Regions from separate parts of the Mus musculus genome. Here region 2 is linked to region 1. The links are chromatin contacts, called in public Hi-C maps. All regions are on one chromosome and are shown on one strand. Each heading gives the region's core, a stretch centred on a gene start, on an enhancer-like site or on the middle of the called end of the contact. The rest is flanking DNA. Distances are from core to core; before and after follow the strand shown.

What was found. Hi-C and Micro-C count contacts between places; a contact is called where the count stands out from the background.
Region 2: a contact with region 1 is called in a Hi-C map of the G1E-ER4 cell line, with 2.1 times the contacts expected there. The contact joins the enhancer-like site here to the promoter of Cep135 in region 1. A contact is called at or near these places in 4 of 39 promoter capture datasets (3T3-L1-derived adipocytes, embryonic stem cells, hematopoietic stem and progenitor cells and 1 more), 8 of 484 Hi-C or Micro-C datasets (B cells, the G1E-ER4 cell line, embryonic heart and 3 more), 3 of 115 datasets of contacts at active chromatin or transcription factors (the SCID.adh cell line and embryonic stem cells) and 2 of 9 other capture datasets (adipose tissue and pancreatic islet).

Annotation. Positions count from the first base shown.
Region 1 is chr5:76,584,864-76,592,125 of GRCm38.p6, reverse strand. Cep135 (centrosomal protein 135) reads right to left here and starts at 3,427. Exons shown (of 26, transcript NM_199032.3): 1 at 3,202-3,427; 2 at 255-411. The coding sequence starts at 367.
Region 2 is chr5:76,623,257-76,630,518 of GRCm38.p6, reverse strand. It overlaps Cep135 (centrosomal protein 135), which reads right to left. Exons shown (of 26, transcript NM_199032.3): 15 at 5,741-5,892. Among named protein-coding and RNA genes, the nearest start is that of Cep135, 38 kb to the right of the region's middle. Within about 2 kb of position 2,773, at least 5 of the 459 cell types and tissues checked have an H3K27ac peak or open chromatin away from gene starts, as enhancers often do. A contact at or near this core is called in the G1E-ER4 cell line, where this site is marked.

The sequences.
Region 1 (7,262 bases), core at 2,178-4,677:
GCGCCTCTAACCTCCATCAGACACCTCAGAGTGTGATTCCCTTCAGGGAAAGGCCCGATGGGTATAGCGACCCCTAGCATCCTGCCCCACAAAGGTCCTCTTTTGAGGACCAGGCTTAGGATGAAAGAGAGACCAGGCAAGCTTAGGACTTCTCCAAAATCCACTGGTTGCATTACCATGAAAAGAAGGTCAGCTACGAACTTGGTAAGTGGATTAAGGACTACACACATTAATAACTATACTTTCATCTTTACCTGAAAAGTTTTTCTACCAAAGGCAGACTGTCCACTGACAGGGTCTGGCGGTAGCCCAGCTGGTCTAACCTCTTCCGAATGTTAATATACTTTCTCTCTGCAGCTGTAGTCATCTTGCTTCCAAAACCAGTTTTAGTCACACTCCCAACTTAAAGGCCTGAAAGAGAGAATCAACACAAGCTGTTAAACATAACTTTAACATCAAAGAATCGTTGGTTTCTTTTAATGTCGTCAGTGCTCTATAGTACTAATACTTAGTTAAATCCAATACATATGATCTCCATATTGCTACATTACAACATGTGGTTCTTCATGAACCTGAATCTAAAACTTAAAACAATGAAAATTCTAGAAGGAAACAAAGGTTTTCCAGAGGCAGGCAGGGGACCCTTGCAATTCCACTTTCTTACAGAGCTGTAGCTGGCAGGCAGGCAGGTATCCTGCTCATTCTAGGCAAGTGCCCTACAGGGGACTATGTCCACAACCCACAGGGCACCCCTTAGTGACAGTAAACATAAAAGAAAGACATGCTAAGTAGGACCTCATAAAAGTAGAAACTATCAACTCATCAAAACATGCTAGTAAGGAAAATGTAAAGGCATGGTCAGGATGCGGCTTAATGGTTGTTCTCTCTTAGTATTGGGAAGCTCTGGATCCGAGCTCTGAAACATCAAGAAAGAGGAATGCGAGTGGGGAATGAAAACTAGAGTACTAGAAAATATTCACAAGATCTAAGAAAATATTTACATACTGAATAGAAAATAAACTCTTGGATCTTAGTAACACAACAATCCAATAAGAAAATTGGGGCAAGATCTCGTAGGAGGCACATGACTCTAATCTCAGAATTTGGGAGGCAGAAACAAGCCTGTACACTGTACACAGTAAGTCGGAGGCCCAGGGATACATAGTGAGACCTGGTCTCAAATTATCCCCCCAAGGATAATTTGGTCTGTGCATTTCACCATGTAAATTTCACTCCCATATTGGTTCTTTTCATTGTCTTGAGACAAAGGCCTTATAACATCCTGACTGATCTAGAAAATTGTATTAAAACTAAACTTTAGTTGTACAAACATTTGAAAAGACACCTTGCAAAAGGCATCTTGAGGGAAATATATGAAAAGGTGCGTAACATGCAAAGACTCTCAGCTTAAGAAATCCACACACCACCCAGAGAGTAGAAAACCACTGTGGAACGAGCCAAACAGCTTCCTATTAAGTGAAACACAGTCCTAGCTGATAACACCATAATTCTATTCCTACAGCTTTACAAAAGAAAACGGACAGGAATATGCACAGGGAGACTCCAGCAGCTTCACCTGTAACTGTACAGAGCTGGAAAGGGGATGAACAAGCTATCCTACGCGGGCTAGAAACAGTTTCACGGGCCTCTGGAGAGTCTCTGGAAAGGATAGATCTTTTTTCCCAAAGTGATAGAGGACTGCCTGGGGTAAGTTACCCAGGCACAGACATTCATGGAAAGTGCTTAAAGGCACACTGAAGGTGCATTTCACCGTGTAAATTTCACTCCCATATTGGTTCTTTTCATTATTTTGAAATATACCATCCTGACTGGTCTAGAACTCATATTATTGGCCAGACAGCCCCATCTTTTTCTTCTGCCTGTGCCTTTGAGTGCTAGGACTACAGATGTGTACCACCAGGCCCAATCTTACTTCCTTTTTTTTTTTTTTTTAAGTAACACACATGTAAGTAGCTCAGTATACATTTTTATGCTTGTCTATTTCTATGCTTGTTTGTTTACCGTATCCAGGGTTAAGCACTGAGCCTATGACATGGTAGGAGAGCACTCTTTACTGGGCAATACCTCCAGCTGTTATACTTGTCTTCTCAAACACCTATGATTATTTATTATCTCTACCAATCTGCCCTAAAATTGAGTTATGCAGAGACCATTTCTAACCTTTGCCAAAAAATTGTAGTCATAGAACTCATGTTTCTAAATCAAATAAAAATTATGTCCTTCACCACTAGTAAAAATTATAAGTGCACATAAATGAATACATGCAAAACCTGATGCTCCAAACACCCATTGTGGGATCGAGTACCAATGTCACCGTTCCTATTTAAAGCATAAAGCCAAGAAGGCTGTCCCAAGAAAATAGCTTCCCCAACCACAGGGCTACTTCTAAATTAGTGTTTCTTCTTGGTTATCCCCGTTAACAAATCTAGGATCTTCTTTTAGAGGCTTCCCCTAGGGCTTTCTAGGTCCCTCCACAAAAGGACTTGATTGATGCCGGAGGTGTTTTACAGAAACTCCTGTGCTCACAAGAAAAACATCTGACAAGATAAATTAGCGGGGCAAACTCCAAGAACTATGCCCCCTCCTTGACAGCTGCCAACTCCGGGTACCAGGAAACCATCTTTCTCCATCCTTCATGAAGGCAGAATGAGAATACGAATCAAAAGACCATGGGCCATAATAAGTAAAGTCCTCCAGGCTGGGGGGTGATATGTACATATTAGGGTTTCCCCTATATTCCAGATCACAAGCTTTAAATCAAAACAGCCGAAAAGGGTAGGTTCCGCAGTTACAACTAGCTGTCCACTAAACCCTGGGGCGTTGTTGTCTCAAAGCGGGCACCTCTTACTTTCTCAGAAATATGCAACCTGCGGATACAGTAGCGTTTAAAAAAACCAACACCAGAGTGCGGGCACCGCAAAGGGCACGGGCCGGAGCGGCCAAGCAGTCCTTCCCCGGCTCAGGCCGGAGGGTGGAACGGCAGTTCTCCTCGGGTCGGCCCCGGGCCGCACGGACGGACGGACGGACCGACGGACTGTGGGACGGTCCCCGCGCCGCCCTCCCGCACTTCCTCCCGGCAGCGCCCGGGCTCCCGCCCTCGCTCGGGGGTGGGGGTGGGGACCGCCCCGGAGGCCCCGCGACCCGGCCCAGCCCCCGCGGCCTCCCCCGGGTGCGCCTCACCGCCGCTCCGTCCCGAGGTACATCGCCCTCCGGACCCGCTGTCCCCGCTGGCTCGTCCTGCTGCGGCCAATGGCTCCGGCACGAGCGCGGTTTGAAAATGGCGCGGAGAGAGACGGTCGCGGCCCACAAGGAGGGAGCGCCGCCGTTGCCCCGGTAACGGACCGGAGCGGCCCACAGTGGCGGCGCGCGCGCCGGCCGCCCGGAGATGGCGGCTTTCGGCCCTCGGTGCCCGGAAACGTAACGGCCGGCCGATGCCGGGGCTACGGCGCCCCCTGGCGGGGAGCCCGAACCTCTGCGGTGCCCGAGGACCTTGCCAACTGGCCGCTGGCGGTAACCATCAGCTAACCCCCAATGACCTTTCACAGGTGAATTTCTGCTGATCGCCCTGTCTTCCCCCTGGATGTCACTGTCCTTGCAGCTTCTCCTGGCTACCACTTGATAACAGTTATTGCCCCGTACCCATGTAAACCCCCAGAATAGAATCCGACCATCAAAACCTACTTGTTTACGTTTCTCCCTGCTGCTTCCAATTGTGGGCTCCTTGAATCAGATATTCTTTTATTCAACTGTATTTCTCTAGCATCTGTCACAGTATTTGTAAATGTTAAATTGAAATGAATTGCTTACAATAGCTTGCTCATGGTTACAAAGATCATGGTCAAATCCCCAGAGTCCACCACTCTCCTAAAAACTTTCTAGATGGTTAAGAGTTGAGTTTTTGTTTGTGCGTGTTTTGTTTTCTTTTGTTGTTTGTTTCTGCTTATATTCCTTACCAAGCCGGCCTTTCCTCTGACTATGTACTTTGTCCACTGCTCAGCACGGAACTGTATGTTGGGATGTGAATTGCTCTGTGCCGATTCATTCTTTGTTTTCACGTCTCAGTCTCCATTTTGTGTGCTTTGTCCGTTTTTAATTGGAAGTTTTAAGGAGCTAATGAATCCTGTAGAGATTTTTATACCATCTTGCACATATACAAGTAAGCATATGTTTATGTAAAGACAAATATCTTTTTTAAAAAAAGTCATAAATATCAGAAATTGGCTGTGCATAGCCATCTAGTGAAGATAGATAACATTGGTGGCCCCCCTTACCCCAAACACACACCAACTAAATGTTAGAACAAAACTCAGTGAAGAAATACAACGGGGTACATGGGATTGAAAGCTACAGTTAGCCTTTGTTCCAAGTGGCATTGATAACCCAGAGTCAGGGTCACTGCTGACCTCCGAGGCCTAAGGTCAGGGATCCTGGCACACAAAACTTGAAAGATGAGAATGCAGAATGCTGCTGCTTCCCACCCAAGTCCTAGCGCTTTAAGCAAATTGCATGGCTGTGGAGGCATGGAGGAAAACAGATGCCCTCACCACAGAAAGTGAGCTTTGTAGACTTAATATCAGCACCAACAGGAGTTCCTGAAACACTTAGAATGAGGTTTGCCTAGAGGCTGGTGGGGTCCTGATTGTAAGGAGGAAGAAAGCCAGATGTAAAGGTAAAAGAGTTGCTTTCACTGAAAACTGATGCTGTAGTTTAGATCTGAAATGTGGTGGTCTGAAGGAGATTGGCCCCTATAGCCTCATATACTTGAATAGCATGACCCCTAGTTGGTGGAACTGTCTGGGAAGGATTAGGAGGTGTGACCTTGTTGGGAAAAGTGTGTCACTGGGGATGTGATGGCTAACATTATATTGATGGCTCACTTTAAAACTGCTTGAGAGAAGCAGAAACCAAAAATGGACTTCCAATGGGTTAGATTTTAAAATTGCCTGGTTTTGCACAACTTTAACAAAACTACTGTTTCTGCTTCGTAAACAAAAGCTTGTTTTACATGAGATGACTTTGTGCTCTTTGCCTGTGTAAGTCCCCCACTGAGGTGGCTGGGGGCTGTGCTGCACTCAGGAGTTCCCAATCTGGGTGTTGAACTGGTGTCTGTATATGAAAGTAGCTTCTTTGTTAAAACTTACTAATGGTCAGACTGGCGAATCTCCGAACCACCTCAGACCTATAACAGAGGCAGGTTTTGAGGTTTCAAAACCCATGCCATTCCCAGTTAGCTCTATCTTTTTGGAGCTTGTAGATCAAGATGTGAGCTCTCGCCAGGTGGTAGTGGCACATACCTTTAATCCCAGCATTCGGGAGGCAGAGGCTGGCAGATTTCTGAGCTCGAGGCCAGCCTGGTCTACAAAGTGAGTTCCAGGACAGCCAGGGCTACACAGAGAAACCCTGTCTTGAAAACAACAACAACAACAACAAAAAAAAGCTCTCAGCTGCTAATCCAGTACCACCCCTGCCTGACTGCCTGCCTGCTGAAACACTCCCTGACATGATGGGTATTGTCTTAGTTAGGGTTTTACTGCTATGAACAGAGACCATGACCAAGGCAACTCTTATAAGGACAACATTTAATTGGAGCTGGCTTATAGTTTTAGAAGTTCTGTCCATTATCATCAAGGTGGGAACATCAAGGTGGGAACATGGCAGCATCCAGACAGGCATGGTACAGGAGTTGCTGAGTGGTCTACATCTTCATCTGAAGACTGCTAGCAGAATACTGGCTTCCAGGCAGTTAGGGTGAGGGTCTTAAAGCCCACACCCACAGTGACACACCTACTCCAACAAGGCCACACTTCCTAATAGTGCCACTCCCAAGGCCAAGCATATACAAACCATCACAGTTATGGACCCTAACTCTCTCAAGTTGTCTTGGTCCAAGTTGTCTTGGTCGTGGTGTCTTAGTACAGCAACAGAAAGGTAACTAAGCCAAATGTCCTCCAAAGGCCTGTGGGCTATGGCCTGGTCTTCAGCATGGCACTGCTGGGAGGCAGCAGATCCTTTAAGAAGTAGTTTAGTGGAAGGAAACTAGGCCTGCCATGATTGTTCTGCTTGGTCACAGGTCCAAAAGCAACAGAGCCAACCAACCATAGATGGAAGCCAGAAGCAACCTCCCCCCACACACACCCAAAGTGTTTTTGCCGTTTTAATCTGATAATTTAAAGTACTTTGTCACAGTGATGGAAAGTTAATGCCATGAGCTTGCAGGTGAAAAGAATGTAGTGGATATATTTTAAATGAGGAGATCAGGCTTTCTCAGGCTCACCACCTCTAACACCTGGACAGACAATCCTTTTTGAGAGGAGTTGTCCTGAGTATTGTGGAATGTTTAGCACCCTTCCTGGCAGCTTCCACCTCAGATGGTTGCTATAGTCACAGTGCCTTCAGGACTTTCCAAATGTCCTTTGAGGTAAAACCTGTAACTTCAGGCTTTCCCGCCCACACTCCAGTTCCCAAAATTATATATGAATAAATGCCTAGGCCAAAAGCTTTGACTTCCCCATTCCCCCACTCATAACTCAGTTATCACATTTGTTCTAAGTTCTGCCACCTGATTATCACCTCTCCTCAGGTTCATGTGGCCATCTTCCTCAGAGTTCAGGGTGAATGTCACCCCCAACTGACTCTATCCCAGAATTCCAATCTACTAGATATCCTACCTTCTAATCCTGCCTCGGGTCATTAGCCAATCAGCTTTTTATTCACTGGTGATGCTTCTACACAGAGCACAAGAGATGATCCCTACACCTCCCCTTTTAGTCCTATACAAGGCTCTTTCTCTTTCCATAATAAATTATAAACAATAATAACAGTTATGAAAACTATCTGATAAGATTATATTGGCAAAGTTTAGTCCATATGTATTTGGCAACCCTGGAGAAAGTATTGTTATCTATCCTATCTTGTTGAGTTTAAAGTTCTATACCTAAATCAATATCTATCATAATCATTGTGAGACTATAACTATCTAGTCTTCAACACCATCAGAGACCTGAGAAGGAATAAATATTACCTAGGTATGCAGGAAGTGCAGGCAAGAAACTTCCAAAATTATAGAAATGACATACATACTTGGATGCATGGACAGTCCCCCAAAATTTCTCTGTGTTGTTGGAGCATCATCTTCAGCCTTCTGGCCCAGAATATTCCACAGACTTTTCTGTGAAGCACAAGTTATGAAGGACTGCTTACCCTGTCTTGGTAACACTTGGCAGTCTACTTCCCTGTGTCTC
Region 2 (7,262 bases), core at 1,524-4,023, 39 kb before region 1:
TTATACAATATCACTCCTGCTGTCTACCATTCTTTCCCAAAATGCTTTCATCTCCCTAAAAATGATATGGTATAAAAATGAAATTAATCGTATATTCTCTTCCAGAAGATTTTTGGTAGTTTTAAAGTTCTCCTCAGTTCCCTAACATCAACCCCCTTTTCCTCAAAATCTACGTCTGAGAGCAGAGTCACAGCCCTGTTTTAATGGCATGGCTGGCACTCCAGACTCTCCAGAAGTCCTCACCATCCAGGCCATGTGAGCTTGGAAGTTTGCTTCTTATTTTGGCTCTCTGAGTGGCAGGTGACTGTAGGTCACGTGATGGGAAGCATTTCTTACAGTGTGATGGGATAACAACAAAGGCTGGTTTCAGGATGTCAGGGGCAGGACTCATGGCTGCTTAAGCTGTCGATGGGAAACCCTGTCTCTAGTGTCTTTTACTAGTTGGAAGTAACTGCTCATTTTCAGCAGTAGCATCCTGAAAGCTGTCACAAGACATCTTGGCTGTCATAGTCACAGGCTTCTGGATGCTTCTATCTCTGAGCAGGAAGCGTTTACCCTGTCTGAATGGCTGAAAAGGCCACTCTCCCCTCAGTTAGTTGGGAATAACTTCCTTTGGGTTTCCTTTGAGGATAAGACACTGAAGAAGATACTAACCAGAGCTTGACTCAGAAATGCCTACTGAGCAAGGTCTAGTTCCCAAAACAATAATTAAAGTGGGGGCATTCCTATAGAAATAAGTTCTGAGGGATACTGGGGCATTCTGACAACAAAACACTAACATAGAGTTCTCACAGCGAGCAGATGAAGACAGAGGCAGGCAGAGCTGGACTGATTTCTTAGAACTGTACAAGGAACCAAACCAAGTCAGAAAGAGGCCAGGCTCAGGTGATTTTACTCCAGAAAAGCATCTGCAGTCCAAGTGGGTGCTCCTGAAACCTAGAGCCATGGTGTGTAGGGATAGCTAAGGGGAAGGGACTGTGCACACCTTAGTTCATGTATGTCCCTGGAGGACTTTTGTTACAACTATGATCCCAAGTTTAGTGAAACAATTTGCTTGTCTGGGATCACAAACTATCAGGGCAAAGGCATATCTATATACATATCTGTGTTTTCTGATGGTCTTGGGCAACCCACGTAAAAAGGTCACTCAACTCCCTCAAGTTGAGAATCACTGTGCTACCTGGACAGGAAAAATGGAATGACTAATAGAGGACTTACTGAAAGGCAATGGCTGGCATTGCTTAAAACTCTAGGCAGAACTATGTCTCCTTTGCACGTAGCTTTATAAATGGTGTGATATGCTGTTGGGGGTGGAGCTGATGAAGGCACAGAGGACAACATCTGGACTGACAGGAAGGAAGCCCTATCAAAGGCTTTGCCTCTTCTATCCCAGTGTGGAGAGGGCATGGGCAACAGAAAAGTCTGACTGAGTACTGCTGCCCAGAGACTTCCTAGCAGGAGCGGGGAGGGAGGCTCATGGCTGGGCTGCCACCTTACTGTCTCTAAATGGAAAGGAAACTTTGAAAACCAAGTCTTCAGTAAAAAACAAATCAGTTTCTTAGCTTTAAAAGTTACAGAAGAAAGAAATGATTTCCCACCAGAAAAGAAAAAAAAAAGTGAAACTGAACTTCATTCTGTCTCCACCTCCATCCGACTGACCCTACGCCCGGCTCAAATCCTCCCTCAGCTTCAAAGTCCATAGTCATATTACACTACAATGGCTATGCACACTCTCATCTTTTGGGGTAAAATGAATTATTTCCTTTCATTACAGGGTATATCGAAAACATCTTAAAAACATCTCTTAAAGGTCCTTTCATTCATAATAAATGTTTCATGTTCTAAAATGAAGTTCCACCCAAGAGAGATAAGTTTGGAAATTTGACGACCTGTTAGAGGAAAGCTATTGATGGGCTTTCTTGGAGCTTCTTCTATGAGCCCATGGTCCACACCCACTACTGACTGTGAAGACTAGGAATGGCGTCACATGGTGCACCAGGAAAAGGAAGAGTGATAGGAATGATTTCAACATTAGCTCCACAAGCTCAGACATTGTCATTTCATGGGAACATTCATGTTCTTATTGCTAAGAAAATATGGTAGGGACAGTTTAGGTATCCCACCCCCAAAACAGTGCTAGGTATCCCACCTCCAAATCAGTTTCAGGCAGTCCATGAATTTTCATTTCCTTATTTAAAATGATTTCTGATTCCTTAGCAAATATTTCTCAAGGGAAACTAGTTGCATATATCTGGATACATCAAACATTTCTGAATATATCTAACATCTTAAAGATTTGTTTACTTTATGTATATGAGTGGTCTATCTGAATGTACACCTGCATGCCAGAAGAGGTTATCAGATCATACTACAGATGGTTGTGAGCCACCATGTGGTTGCTGGGGACTGAACTCAGGACCTCTGGAAGAGCAGTCAGTGCTCTTAACTGATAAGCTCTCTCTCCAGCTCCTAACATTGTTAATATATACGTATGTTTCTGAATATATCTAAACAAATCCCAAGTAACTATGCTATCTATGGCATAATCACAGACCCAAGGAGAGTTCATGGCCATTTGCAGGAAACTGCTATTGCATGTTGTCATCCTAGATAAACAAGTAATGCTCTTGGCTTTAACTGATATAATGAAGACTCAGGACTATGCTACACAGGATTCTAGATGTTAAACAGGAAACACCACTTACTTGAGCAGAGAGATTTGAAGCCAAGTCTGGGCAACAGTAAAAACTCACATAAAGGTTACAGTGACTGCAAACACGGTGACAGCCCTGTTAAAGGCGCACTGACAGCAATGACAGAGATGCAGATGCCTGCCATGGGTGACTGAGAAAAGGGAGTTGTCTAACTGGGCTGGAAGCAGCTCATCCCTGAGCCAGGCTGACAAACCATCGCTGATTGCTTATTTCTTTCTAGCTACAGAGTTTTTATGTTTAAGTGAGTGAAAAAGATATTTCCACAGAAAAACATTTTACGACATAAAAATTAAATGGAATCCAAATTTTAGCATCCATAAAGAAAACTGTGATGAAACAGAACCATCACCCTCTCTCACTTGCACACTGCCTACAATGGCTTTTGCACTTCAGAAGCCAGGTTAAAGGTGCAGTGGAAACTGCATGGCCCAGTGCTGAAGTTTGCTGCCCCCGGTTCTAGAGACTGGCTAGCACGCAGAGGCGTCCAGACCCATCATCCCCGCACACAGGCCTTTCCTTCTTATCCTTGAAGGTTTGTAAACTGCTGGACCTCGTTAATTGTTGTCGTTCAAGAGAGGCAAGAGTCATTACCATTTTCAAAATGGCTATTTTCATACTGTCTTCAGATGCTACACCAAGAGACGAGACCAGAGATTTGTACAATTAGACGGTCTGTCTGATCCAGAAGGCCTGGTTGAACACCTGGATATTGGGTGGGAAAAAATGCCTAATACAGGAAGGCAAAGAGAAGACGGCCCATGACCATGAAAGGAGCAGGCATCTCCTCTCCCTGAGAATCAGCTTCATGGATCATGAAACATCATGTCTTAGAGTAACAAGAGCTCTATAAGCCACACTGAAAACGGCACGAGGCTTGGACAATGTCCTGCTTCTGCAAAGGGTTGTGTTGTGGTCTGTACTGAGTTTAGTGCCAAATTTAGGTCTGATAGATTGAACTCAAATTTTTATCAATGTTTATCAACTAAATATTGAAGACATACTAGACTTGGAGATAGGCCTCCCCCCATCATCCCCTCTCCCCCTCCCAAAACACAGAGAGAGGGGTGGGTAGAGGGAGAGAGAGGGGTAGAGGATGAGGAGAGGGAGAGAGGGGGATCGAGGGAGAGAGGAAAAGAGAGATTTGGTGATACACAGGAGAGGGAACAATTCTCACAACCCTCTCCTACTGCACAGTGACTGAATGGCACATAGCTGAAGGCAGAAACAGGCTGAACTATTAAGAGAAAATGGTGTTGGTAACAGAACAAAACCAAACCAAACTATGGCATCCACAAGAGGACACCAGCTGCTCTGTCACCCAGAGTCTTCTGTAAGGAAAAGAAACTGGTGGTATGGTTCTGATCTGAAGGAAAAGAAAAATGGCAGCTCTGGTCAGCTGGATACAAAAGCAAAGAGGGTGGACTAGCAATTCTGCAGATGAAGATGTAGCACTGTGTCTGCCTGGACTTTGGAGCTGAGGCCATACCAGATGAGGGGCAGGCTCACTCTGCCCTCCGCCACAGAATACCTGCAGACAGAGGAAGCAGGAAGGATAGAGCTGTCTCTGAGCTTTTGTAAAGCCTTCCTGATAAAGATGGTAGTAAGGCACTGAGGGAGAAAAGGTTGTTGGTAACCCTAGAGCCCCCGAGTCTCTCCCTCGGCCTTCCTCTTCCTGATTACTTCTTCTGTCACATGGTCGGAGTTTCTTATACTGTAGGTTTGTGACTCCTGGCTTTTGTATTTGGAGTCTGTGTCTTTTATTCTCACCATTTCTTTGTCCTTCTGAATTGTAGGTAAAACTCTTGAACCTGTTATTTTACCAAGTCAGTTTTCTACAGCAGCCAATCTACTGCTCAATAACCCTTCAACTGTAACTTATCAATCTATTAAAAAAATCATTATCACTACCATCCTTCCTGATTGCAACGTGTTACTGGTTCATGACTGAGTTGCATAAAGATTTTGTTGACATTCAAAGATTTCTTCCTAATTTTTTTTTTTTTTTTGGTTTTTCCAGACAGGGTTTCTCTGTATAGCCCTGGCTGTCCTGGAACTCACTTTGTAGACCAGGCTGGCCTCGAACTCAGAAATCCTTCTGCCTCTGCCTCCCGAGTGCTGGGATTAAAGGCGTGCACCACCACTGCCTGGCTTTCTTCCTAATTTTTATGGCAAATGTAATTTAGAGCAATAGATTCCCTCTGACTCTTCAGATAGAGGGTTCCTACTAACCTTCAGTTATCTCTCTTGCCCATGACAGCTATGCAATTGGGGTGGGGGTGGGGGTGGGGTGGGACACTGTTAGCTTTTATTTCCTTCAGTTGGCTGTCCTTGAAACTGACAAATGGCTAACTAAATGGCCAATATCCCAATGTTACATTATGCATTAGTGTACTGCTCTTTTATTCCCAAGTAAGTCACCTTTTGATTTTATAAAAGAAACATTTCTTAAGTTTGCCTTTTGCCCTCAAGGTTCGCAGCTACCATCTCAGTCCTGACCTGCGATCTCCTCTGCTTATCATCCATCTCTGAGACTTCAAATCTATGTTCTATGTCCTAGCACAGTCTGCTTCCTACCCCTTGGTTAATTTTTCTTTTTCTAAATTAGAGAGGGTTAAAAATAGGAGATATAACATTTTGATTTTATATTATTTTAAAAGAGGTGAGAAGAAGATGGACACGGTCCACATGGCAGAAGTCCTAAGATCCGTGCAGGCCTTCCCTATAGAGTGCAGCGTGTTGATTATCTACTAGAGTGAACTTTAGCAGCAGATAGGGCAGACAACTTTTTGATGATCATGCCAACCTGTGAAAGTTTCAAACTACAAGACCTCTCCAGATTCACTCAGTAAATCCGAGAACCTAAAGACATCCCTAATCCTTTGTAAAAGCTCCTACGGGACGGTACCATGAGGCCACCTTGGAAAAACACTGTTCAAAGACACAAAGCAAAACACCATTGAACCTTGCATACCCAGAAGAAGCATGTCACAGAGTAAAATAATGAAAGAAAGCTTGAATGGACTTACCTAAGGGAGGTCATCTCTGTTTTCTGATGAGATGAGTCACCAGTCACATGGCTAAGCTTTTGAGCTTGGAGTTTTGATTTGTTCTCTAATGACTCCACTGTTTCTTTCATCATTAACATTTTAGATTGCAATTCATATTTTTCATTTTCAAGCTATAATTTAAATTTAAAAAATTAATAAGCATATGTGATAATATCTTATTTTTCTTTCTTTCTTTTTTTTTTTTTTTTTGGTTTTTTCGAGACAGGGTTTCTCTGTCTAGCCCTGGCTGTCCTGGAGCTCACTTTGTAGACCAGGCTGTCCTCGAACTCAGAAATCCACCTGCCTCTGCCTCCCGAGTGCTGGGATTAAAGGCGTGCACCACCACGCCCGGCCTTATTTTTCATAGCTATTCTTTAATAATATTTCTAGAAGATAATTATGGAGCTATATTAAACAGTGACTGTTATCTGTACTCTTAGGACCAACATGTCAGCGTGGGTGCCTCTGTTTGCCCTTCCATTGTGCATTTCCAGGTTTTAGAACCAATAGATTCTCCCCCCAACCCCCACTCTACCCTTACCCACCAGAAAACCTGGAAACCTGCAGTAAAAAGACAGCAATTAAACAAAACTGGGAGGTGAAAGGGATGTAACCACAACACAGTCAAGGTTTATGGAGAAACAAGGTGAAAGTTTTCCCGACTGCATGGAGCAAGACCTGACTTCATAAAGTTCACAGTGCTTCTCTGCGCGGGAGCAGAAGACTTGAAGTGTGTTACGATTTCACTCAACTATAAATCTGAGAAATGCTGACTCTGCAGGTATGCTCCAGGGCACCAAGCATCTTGCTGTCCTTCACTGCATCACAGTAGCATCACGTCCCAAGCCTCACACTGCTCAGTCTCGCTTGAGTTTGAATTTTACAAGAGTAGAATCACACCGTGTGCCTTCTTCAGTAACTTAGTGATTTGGTACAACCTGCGTCTGTACCAGTCACACCGCTGATGTTAGTACATGTATTTCTACATGTATTTCTGCTCAATAGAAATTGTATTGATTTCTATTGAGCAGATGTATGATTGATAATCCACTGTATGACTGATGATCACATATTGGTTCAAATAAATAGTGTAGGCTCTGTGGGACCTCCCATCTGTCACTACCACTCCAGTGAAACACAACAGCAGATGCACACAATACAGAAGCATGAACAACCGAGTCACTCGTGTCTTTACTAACCCAACTTACAGAGCAGGGAGTGCATCTGGTCTGGGAACCGTCACATGCTGACTTGTCATACACAACAACTACCTAGAAATAGACAGCGACAGCATGCAGTTGCCATGACCATCCTGCTGTGGTTCAAACATGCAATGTCCACAACAGACTGAGGTGATAACCATGGTTACCACAGTTTGGGGACATGGTGGACTCTTCAGGAAGCAGGACCTAGTAGAAGCATGGTGGTTGCTGGGGAATGGCCTGAGGAGACACATCGTGGCCCCTGCCTCTTCTCATCTTCTCTGCTTTCTGGATGCTGT